Linked DNA regions of Mus musculus: all the other regions are linked to region 3. A link is a contact called in public Hi-C and promoter capture Hi-C data. All regions are on one chromosome and are shown on one strand. The core of a region is the stretch at or near the end of the contact, and the rest is flanking DNA. Distances in the headings are between cores, read along the strand shown. Region 1 holds the start of Hp1bp3 (heterochromatin protein 1, binding protein 3). Region 2 holds the start of Sh2d5 (SH2 domain containing 5). Region 3 holds the start of Mul1 (mitochondrial ubiquitin ligase activator of NFKB 1).

What was found. Hi-C and Micro-C count contacts between places; a contact is called where the count stands out from the background. Capture Hi-C pulls out chosen DNA fragments and counts their contacts.
Region 1: a promoter capture Hi-C map of pancreatic islet shows a contact between it and region 3. The contact joins the promoter of Hp1bp3 here to the promoter of Mul1 in region 3. A contact is called at or near these places in 4 of 39 promoter capture datasets (the 3T3-L1 cell line, embryonic stem cells, hippocampal neurons and 1 more), 1 of 15 datasets of contacts at CTCF or cohesin (the NIH/3T3 cell line), 3 of 484 Hi-C or Micro-C datasets (CD4 T cells, effector CD8 T cells and erythroblasts), 5 of 115 datasets of contacts at active chromatin or transcription factors (bone marrow-derived macrophages, intestinal villus epithelium, large pre-B cells and 2 more) and 2 of 9 other capture datasets (adipose tissue and pancreatic islet).
Region 2: a contact with region 3 is called in a Hi-C map of cortical neurons, with 2.6 times the contacts expected there. The contact joins the promoter of Sh2d5 here to the promoter of Mul1 in region 3. A contact is called at or near these places in 9 of 39 promoter capture datasets (the 3T3-L1 cell line, 3T3-L1-derived adipocytes, embryonic stem cells and 5 more), 5 of 484 Hi-C or Micro-C datasets (cerebral cortex, cortical neurons, embryonic stem cells and 1 more), 3 of 115 datasets of contacts at active chromatin or transcription factors (bone marrow-derived macrophages, embryonic forebrain and embryonic stem cells) and 2 of 9 other capture datasets (adipose tissue and pancreatic islet).

What each region holds. Positions count from the first base shown.
Region 1 is chr4:138,215,286-138,218,377 of GRCm38.p6, reverse strand. Hp1bp3 (heterochromatin protein 1, binding protein 3) reads right to left here and starts at 1,766. Exons shown (of 13, transcript NM_010470.3): 1 at 1,638-1,766.
Region 2 is chr4:138,248,875-138,251,876 of GRCm38.p6, reverse strand. Sh2d5 (SH2 domain containing 5) reads right to left here and starts at 1,466. Exons shown (of 10, transcript NM_001099631.1): 1 at 1,369-1,466.
Region 3 is chr4:138,433,217-138,436,405 of GRCm38.p6, reverse strand. It overlaps Mul1 (mitochondrial ubiquitin ligase activator of NFKB 1), which reads right to left and starts at 1,734. Exons shown (of 4, transcript NM_026689.3): 1 at 1,527-1,734. The coding sequence starts at 1,646.

The sequences.
Region 1 (3,092 bases), core at 517-3,016, 220 kb after region 3:
AAACATCGTGATTGCTAGCGACTTTCCCATTTCATTAAGTAGCATGTAGTGATATCTATCACGGCCAGGGATAGAGGCCGATCAAACACACAGCTCCACAGGGCTCCAGTTTAGACTTGCATCTGCACAGGCCTCAGTAACTTCCTAGTCAGCGTCCAGGGGTCCACCTCCTAAGTAAGTATGAAAGCTAGGGCTAAGAACCTCAATCTTAACCCTACTACATGTGTACTCTCCGGTGTCAGTTCACAGTAGCACCCCCTGCACTCACACACAGGAGGCTGAGGCAGGAGGAGCACAGAGTCCCAAGGAAGCATTAGGGAGACCACCTCAAAAACAAAATTTGAGAGCAGCTTTGAACAAATCACTCTGAAACTGAAAGCTCGTGGCAGCCTTATATGGCCTATGCTGAAGATAAAATTGAAGATAAAATAAAAATTAAAAACTTCAAACGATTTCCTAATAGCTTCTAGGCCCTTCTGGCTAAGATCAAATGCAGAATGACTCTCTAGACACATTTCACGTCTAAGATGCTTGCGTATGAGGTCCAGGTCTAATAAGACTCGTTCTCCAAAGCAACGGGCAGTCGGAGAAGGGCAGTAAAGCAGCCTGGGGGAGAAGTCATGAGCACTTCTGGCTGTGAAGGAGGGTTTAGCTCAAGGGCGTTAAGGAAAACTGCCTGCTTAAGTCTGGATCGACTCGGGCCTAGGCTTAAGACGGCTGCCACTGACAATCCTGCGCCGGCCTGGGGAGCGCGGCGGAGGCCGGGGGAGGTGTAGGCTCGCGGGGGACACAGAAGCGCAAGGCCGTCGGGGTAGCGGCGGCGGCGACAGCAGCGAAGCGACAGCGCCCAGAGGCTGAGCATCGCCCGGAGGAGCAGCGAAGACAAAGGCGGGAGCGAGCGGCTGCGCGACAGAGAGCCGTGGCGGTGACAGCGCAGGGCTAGCGGGAGTGGGGAGTAAGATGGGCGCGGGACTGCTGAGGGCGGCGGCGGAGGTACCGCGCAGAGACCACGCCGCGCTCCTGGCTGCGGGGACCCGGCGGCGACCAGCGGCGACCGGCGTGGCCTCAGCTCTGCACACTCACCACTGGGGACTCCGTAATGGCGGCCACGGCGGCGGCGGGGGCGGAGAAGCCGGGAGGGCGGGCCCGCCGCAGCCACTCACTAGTGCCGGCATCTTTCGAACCGGGCTTGAAGACAAGTTGACAGTAGGCCGAGGGGAGGAGGGCGCGGCGGAAGTCGGGCCACAGGCCTCGGAGCATGCGCAAGCCCGCAGCCAATAGGGCTCCGCGGCGCACGCCGGAGCATGCGCACTGAGACAAGCACGGAGGGGGGGTGGGCCCGACCCGAGAAGAGCTGCCCCTCCTCCCCAAGTCCAAACAAAACAAGGGCGGGAGCGCGCGCCGCGGGGCCCGAGTGGCCCGCGCGCCAGGGGCAGGGGCCGGGTGGCGGGCGCGACGCGAGAGGGCGCAGCGGCCGCGGCGGACGGACAAAAGCCGCCGGCCTTCGGTGCCCGCGTCCCGCCTCTTGCGCCCGGGCAGCGGCGTCAGCGCCCAGGCCGGTGGCCCTCCGCTACTCACTCGCGCACGGAGCTCGCGCCCACTCCCTGCGCGCCGGGTCCGGGTCCATCCCGCGTTACCTCTGAGCTCCGGCGCCCGCGTTCCCGTACGGCCTCTCGGCGTTGCCGCGGACCACCGATCGCCGACTCGCGACACCGCTGTCCTCCAGGCCGGGCACCGAGCTCTGCCGCCCCGCCCCCCTGCCCGCGGCCTCACGCGCGCGCCCCCGCGCCGGCCCCGCCCCCGCGCGCGCCCGCCAAGTGGGTCCCCGGGCGGGCGCGCAGGGGCGCGACAGGGCGCTCGTGGGGGAGGTGGGGGGGAACGGCGGACGACGGGAGGCAGAGCGTGGCTGGGAGCGCTAGCTTCCTGGCTGCGTCCTGCGTGCTCGGCGCAGTCTCTGTCTCCGACCCCGAGTCCTTCGGGTTTGGGGTTCCAGCCTCCCTTTAGCCCTGGAAGACGGTGCTAGACAACAACAGCCACTTCCTGAGTCCACAGGGAATTGGCAGTGTAGTGAGCAAGGACTGGTCATACACGGCCTGGAAGATGCGTGAGCCGGGCTGCCCCCAGCTTCTTGATTTGCATGCACAGACAGCTTCCCCACCCCCAGCACCCAAAAGAAACCACGGAATTAGAAGGGAGTCGCCTTTTATTTGGCACTTTACGTTGAGATCTGCCTATTCATGTAATGTGCACACCACCGCCTTTGAAAATTGTAGTTCTTGGGGCTGAAGAAGTAGTTTAGTTGTTAGTATGTGTCTAGTCTGAAGAAAGCCCTGGGTGCCATCGCCAGCACCTAGAGCCCAGTGTGATGACGCAGACTCAATAGGTGGCATCAAGAGGATCGAAATTTCAAGGCCATTTTGGGTAGGTAACCAACCTGAGGCCAGCTTGGAATGCACGAGAGCCTGTGTAAAGAAGGAAAAGGAAATGAAGGATTGCAGGTGTAGTTCTTCAAAGCCACTTTGGAAAAATTCAATGTACCTCAAGTAGCCGGAGTCTTGTGGGTATCGGCCTGGTACATGCATGGCACCGCAACTGCAGGTCAATCAAAGCGCTTATTACGGAAACCAATTAGACACACTTTCAGTCCTCTCCACCTGCCAGAGTGGCTGAAACTCCAAGGGTTCTAAGAAGATTAAATAAATCACCCCACCAAAAATTCCTCCCTGGTGAGCGTCTGTACTAGTGACATCACCCATTCCCCTGAACACTGGGATCATGGGCAATCTCTTCAAAGGGATTTATGGGGAGGATCTGAGAGGATTTGGAGAGGAGGGGACCTGATCAAGTATGTCATATGAAAAAAAAATTAAATATTAAAAAGGGATTTTGGTCTTTTTGAAGAATTCTGTTTTAAAACCATCTTTTAATTTTTTATATGTGTGTGTACCTGTTTGTATGTGTTCCGGGTGTGTGCAGATGTCTAAGGATTGTCTGCACTCCTGGGAATTGAGTTAGTAGGTTGTAAGCTGTCTGATGTGGGTGCTGGGAACCAAACCGAGATCCTCTACAAGAGCAAGGGACCTCAGCCACGG
Region 2 (3,002 bases), core at 217-2,716, 180 kb after region 3:
AGAGACCACAAGACTCATAGCCGGCAATGAGACCCGTAAGGAAGCGGGATGGAACGAATGAAAAGAAAAGCAATCACGAAAGAGACAAAGAGAGCTGACGAGAGCCCTTCACACCCCTGCCTGCGCCTGGCAAGCACAGGGTAAAGAGCCAAGGGTCAGCAAAGCTCACACTCACACACACACAGACACCAGCTTGCCCAGTCCTCTGTGGGGGAAAGGGGCATATAGAAGCGGGGGGGGGGGGGGGGGGAGAGAAGGCGGGTGGACAGCATCCTCCAAGCACCTGGCCGTCGTCCCCAGCCTCCTTATATTTAGCCTCCCCAGAAACAGGAACTGTGTGCCCCTCTTCCAGTCTGATCCTGCCTTAGACCAAGGAGGTCACCAGGGTTCATTGAAACCCTGAAAACGACCACACACCCAACTCATCTCTTTGAACCAAAAAAAAAGTTTCCCACAGGGGTTTGTCTGCTGCGGCCAGGTCATACCTACAGAGGCACATACGGGCTTCTATTTTCCAGAGGGCGGGGGGGGGTGTTCTCCTTAGGAGCAGGAGACTGGCTATGTTAACTCTATACTTCACGTCCAATCACAGGGCCCTGTGCACCATAAAACTCAACAATCTATCCATTCAGGGTACTTGGGAGACTCCCAAGCCTGCAGACCCCAGCTACTGGACTAAAGGCACACATCACAGGATGGAGAGCTGGCAAACCCAGGACTCTCTGCCGAGGCTAGGCAGTACCCTTCTGCTTACAGTCTATGGGGCCCCCAAGCAGGCATCCATCCTTGGTATACACTGGGTCTGTATCTGTGCAGAAGTAGCCAGTAGTAGCCTCATAGCTGCAACAACTCAGGCGCTAGGTATGGAACTGTTTAGAAAGGCTGGGCTCCCAGCCCAGCACACTTCTGCTACCATCTCCACAGGCCCTGGACCCGCGCAACAAGGGACTGGACTGGGGTTCAGCAGGTTTGGCTGATGTGACCTTGGCCTGCCAGCTTCCAGTTCCTCAGTTGTGAAGGGGACCGCGAAGGCAGCCACCTCCTGGGTCTGTTCATCAGCCTCTGTTCTTCCCGAAATCTATCTGGTCGCGGGGAGTACACAAGGCTGGATAGGGAAGACGCGGAAAGGATCGCGAGCGGAGGTGCGGAGCGCGTGCGAGCGCAGACAGCGATCTCGCAAGCGTCACCATCCCCACGCAGCGCTAGGTTCTCGGAGGGGCACAGGTGCCCCGGCGCCAGAAAGGGAGGTATGGTGACGGGGACTGAGGTGATGGCAACTGCCGGCGGAGGGAAGTGGGGGTGCGGCTCGCTCTGGGAAGACCCTCCCGGCTTCGGCCCAGCCCCCGGAGGGTTCCCAGGAGCACTCACCACCGCTACCGCGCCTCCTGGCAGGTCTCACAGCTCCGTTTCCCGCAGCTTCTGCTCCTACCCAGCGCGGGGCCCGCCCCACCCCCGCACACGCCCCCGCCCCCGCGCCGCGCGCCCCCCACGTGGCCCTGGGATCCGACCCCTTGGGCATCACCTGGCCGCGGCGCCGGCCTCACCAGCCAATCGGAGCCGCTCCGCTCCGCCGTGCCGCCCAATCAGAGGCTGCGAGGGTACCTGGCTCCGCCCACGCTGCGACCTGGGTTGGCTCCTCCTTGTCGCTCTTCCTCCACGAAGCTGTCCAGACTCGGTGAGCTCAGGGCCTCGCTACTCGTCTGCTCCTCGGGGCAGACCTAGCTACTCCACTAGGTCTGCACGGTCGCTCAATGACCTTGCAGACCCACCCCTTCACACGCAAATGGCAGAGGACTTGGTGGCATGAATCCACTTACTGGGTGGAGATTGATTGGACCGCTCAGCTGGGGTCCAGCAGGAGTGGTGACTCTTGTCCTTCCGGCCTCACGGAAATCCACTTAGATGGGGAAATGGTGAGTGAATTTAGCCAGCGCGCGCACAGAGCCGAGAGGGCGAGCTCTTCTGATCCCATTAGGTGAGGAGCGCAGTAGGTGGCCCAAATAAATCGCAAATCCGAGCCAGGCAAGCGCGTGGTGTGTATTAAACCCGAAATCTGCAGAGAGAACGCATCAGAAACTGCCCGTGTGGCACACCGCAGAAATCCAGGACATAAGGGTTCAGACCCAGGGAGGGACACCAAGACAGATGACAGAGCCCGCGAGAAGGTGGACCTGAATCTGCAGCCTCAGGGGAGTTCCCAGGTGCAGTGCAGAGTGCGCAGGGCACGGCTCTGGGCATCCCTTGTCTCTGCAGAGCTCCTAACACCTTTCCAGAGGCAACAATAAGGTGTGATTGTTGCCCACAACCAGGCACTTCTCTCTCCCCAGTGGGACTTAGATTAACACTTTAATCATGTTAATCCTCCAGGGCCTCTCCCATAGCCATTACCACCCCTGACTCAGCCAGGTGAGAACTGGAAGGCCTGACAGGGACACTGACCTGGTAAGTGAAGGGTCAGTAAATACCGATGCTATTTTGAATTTCTTTTGTCTGTGACCTTTGGCAATTCCCCTGTGCAGAATGGTAAGGAATCTCCCTAACAGTCTCCAGGCCTGGACAGTGAAGGAGCAACGGGGGGGAGGGGGGGGGCAAGCTCAGTTCACCAAACGGGCAACTCAGGATACATAAAAACGAAAAGGCTCCCTCCTAACTCTTAAAAAGAAATATTTAAAGCTCCTTACTTCATCTTAGTTTATTTTATTTTTAAATAAAATGCACTTTTTATAGAATAAAATTTTACAATTTTATAAATTTAGATTTCTTTTTGATTGTGAGTATGATCCATTCCTTTTTTTTTCTTTCATTTTATTAATTTTTATCTGTATGTGTGTTTTGCCTGCTTTTATATCTGTGCACCACATGCATACCTGGTACCATTGCAAGCCACAAGGAGTCAGGTCCTCTGAAACTGCAGTTATGAGAGTTGTGAGCTGTCATACAAATGCTAGGAATGGAGCCTAGGTCCTCCGGAAGGGCAACCAGTACTCTTAACCACGTGAGAC
Region 3 (3,189 bases), core at 485-2,984:
ACCAACCTGGTGATAAGACTTGGGCTCCAAAGTCCATCTTCCATACAACTGCCAGAACAAGTCTTTGGCTGATGGACTGTGAAATTCCAGCCAGCATAACACCACCACCATGCGCTGGGCAGCTACTGCTCGTCACACGCTGAGGTAAGAACCGAGAGATGAAGATGATCCCCCCGCCCTTTCAAGGTTCGTCAGCTTGACAGGTGCCACAGAGCAAGGCGGTCAACTAAGAAAGGAGGACAAAAAGTGTCGTGTTGCTGGAGTTCCAGGCAGAGCTGTGCCACGGTACCCATAAGAGCCAGCCTCAGCCACCAGTCCTCAACAAGCCAACTACAAAAGCTAAATTAACAGCGACAAGCCAGTGAGGGCGAAGACCCCTGGGGGCTCCGCTCCACCCCAGCTTTATCTCTGGGTCCTAACACAAAAGCAAGGGCCTTTCACATCTTTACCTTATTACTTTTTATTATATGGGTGGTTTTGCCTGCATGCATGTCTGTGTATCACATACATGCCTGGTACCCAATAGAGGCCAAAAGATCACCTGGGACTGGAGACAAAAATAAAACAGAGACGGAAATGTGCCGTCTGAGCTGTTAAGTGCAACCCTCAAATGAGAATGTAGTTTTAAAGTAACTATAATATACAAAGAAATGACTGTAGAAACCTGGAGCGGAGCGGTTAAATAGATGAGCCTTTAAGTTCTCTGTTCTCCAAATGAGCCTCTAAGTTTGCTGTTCTTCACGTTGGAATCACCCCTGCCTTACATATCTTCACATCCTCCATCTCCGACCCAAGTATCACCTTGTTTAAAATGGCGACGCCCCCCTGTCAATGGCCATAATCTAGAATCACTTGGAAAGAGTGTCTCAACAAGGAACTGTCTATATTGAGTCAGCCTGTGTAGGCATAGCTGTTTAGACACTGTCCTGATAGCTCTAACTGAAGGGGGGAAACTCGCTGTTGTGTTGTGACTGACACCATTCTCTAGGTCTGGGCTCTGGACTGTTTAATAGTTGTTTCTCTCGACTCAGACGTGATTTGCAGCTGACTCAAGTTCCTGGCCTGGACTTCCCCGCGATGATGAATGGTAACCTGAAACTACAAACGAAATAACCCTTCTCCCTCTCCTAAGCTGCTTTCTGTCAGATATTTTACTATAGCAAAAGGAACGGAACTCTCCGTTTCCCTATCTTTCCGCTTTTCTCTGCCCTACTCCAACCCGATTCTCGCCCTATCACACGATCCAATTACGTGTAGGCGTGTGGTTGACCTAGAATGCACTGTGCACCAGGACAATGGCCTGTTTTTCTCACTACCTGGTGCCCAGCAGGTTTTCGAGAAACAGTTTTACAGCACTGCAATAACGTCCAGTGACACTGAGGGTCACTGGGGGGGGGCAGCCTCGCTGCAGCAGGTGCCCGGGATCCCCTCTGGCTGCGCGTCGTCTGGGGCCCTGTGGCTCCCCGGTGCGCCCCGGCGCGAGCTGCCAGTGAGACCGGGCTGCCCACCCCACCCCCCGCACTGACCTTGAGTTCCTGCGCGACCTGGGCCTTCTGCCGGTATATGGAGTACAGTACGGCGGTGACCATCGAACTGGTGCCCAGCAGGATGACCTGGCCGAGCGACGGTCGCGAACCGCTCTCCATGGCGACCCCAAGCCGCACCAGCCGCCTCGAAATCACCTGCGACCCCTACGCAGCCGCGCAGCCCTTCCCGGAACCCGTCGCCCGTCGATGACGTAAAAACCGGAAGTGGAGGACGGGGGTGGAGCAAAGACGTTGCCTAGGTGGTTGCGACGTTACTGCGGCCTCCTGGGAAACCGGTGGGGCTGGCTGTGGTCACGTGGGAGCTCTCCCTCCGGGTTTCTAGACGTTCTTGCTCCGTTATTGTTAAATGACATCTAATTTATCCTATGAGAGCGTGCCTTGGTGCACCTATAGAGGGCAGGACTCGATCTGAGCGTCCCGGTTTCTCCTACTTTATGGGTCCTTGGGATGGAACTCAAGTTCTTAGCCATGGTGGCAAAGCACCTTTACTCACTGGTCTGTTTCTCCAGCCCTTGCTGGATTATTTGATGTCGCCGCCGTCAGATGGGGAGCTGAGTAAAACGCGTGTTCAGCACCAAGAAGTGTTAGGCTTTAAGCTATCGGAGAACCTTGAAACCTGGCTTTTAAAGATGAAGAAACTAGCCCGGCGTGGTGACGCACACCTTTAATCCCAGCACTTGGGAGGCAGAGGCAGGCGGATTTCTGAGTTCGAGGCCAGCCTGGTCTACAAAGTAAGTTCCAGGACAATACAGAGAAACCCTGTCTCGAAAAACCAAAAAAGAAGAAGAAGGAGGAAGAGGAAGAAGAAGAAGAGAAGAAAGAAGAAGAAAAAAGAAACTGGGGCCAGAGGGGATGGAGAACATGGTCGGAGCCATACTGCAAAGGAGAGCTGGAGAAAAATTAGTCCAGCTTCAAAGCCCTCAACCACTACACCAGTTGAATTGATTCTACACCAGTTGAATCGCGAAAATAGCTCTTAATCTACTGCCACGCCACCCCCAAAACAGCATACTGCTTATTTAATAATAACAGCAAATATTTTTATTGAGTGACTATTATATGCCTTGTACTGTAGTTCGTATTTCTTAGGCCTGGCCTGTGTTTCACTCCACTATCTAGGGACCAAACCCAGGGTTTCAAGTGTTCTTCCACTTAGCTCCGTCCCAGTCACTCCAGACCAGCATTTGATGCATTCAACCACTGCCACAGTAGAGTTTCAGGAGAGGAAACTGAGGCTTCGGTTAAGAAATACACACAGTCCAGCACTCAGGAAGCAGAGGAAGGCAGACCTCTGAGTTCAAGGCCAGCCTGGTCTACAGAACGAGTTCTAGTACAGTTGGGACTACACAGAGAAGCCTTGTCTCAAAAAAACAAGTGGTGGGGAGAATATAAATACACTCAGACCTTTAACTAAAAATGATAATGGGCTTCAACCCAGGTGACCTTTGGAGAACTCGTCCAACTCCTCTCAGACATCAGAGTCGCCGCAAGTCTTAGCCAGCACATCTGCCTGCAAAGCCTGGGTTCTCCTTGCAGTGTCCTATAGGTTATCCTTTAAATTCCTCAAAATAGACCTAATGATATTCATTGGAGTGCTTTTTAAATAACAAAAGAATAAAAATGATCTAATTCCAATAGTCAG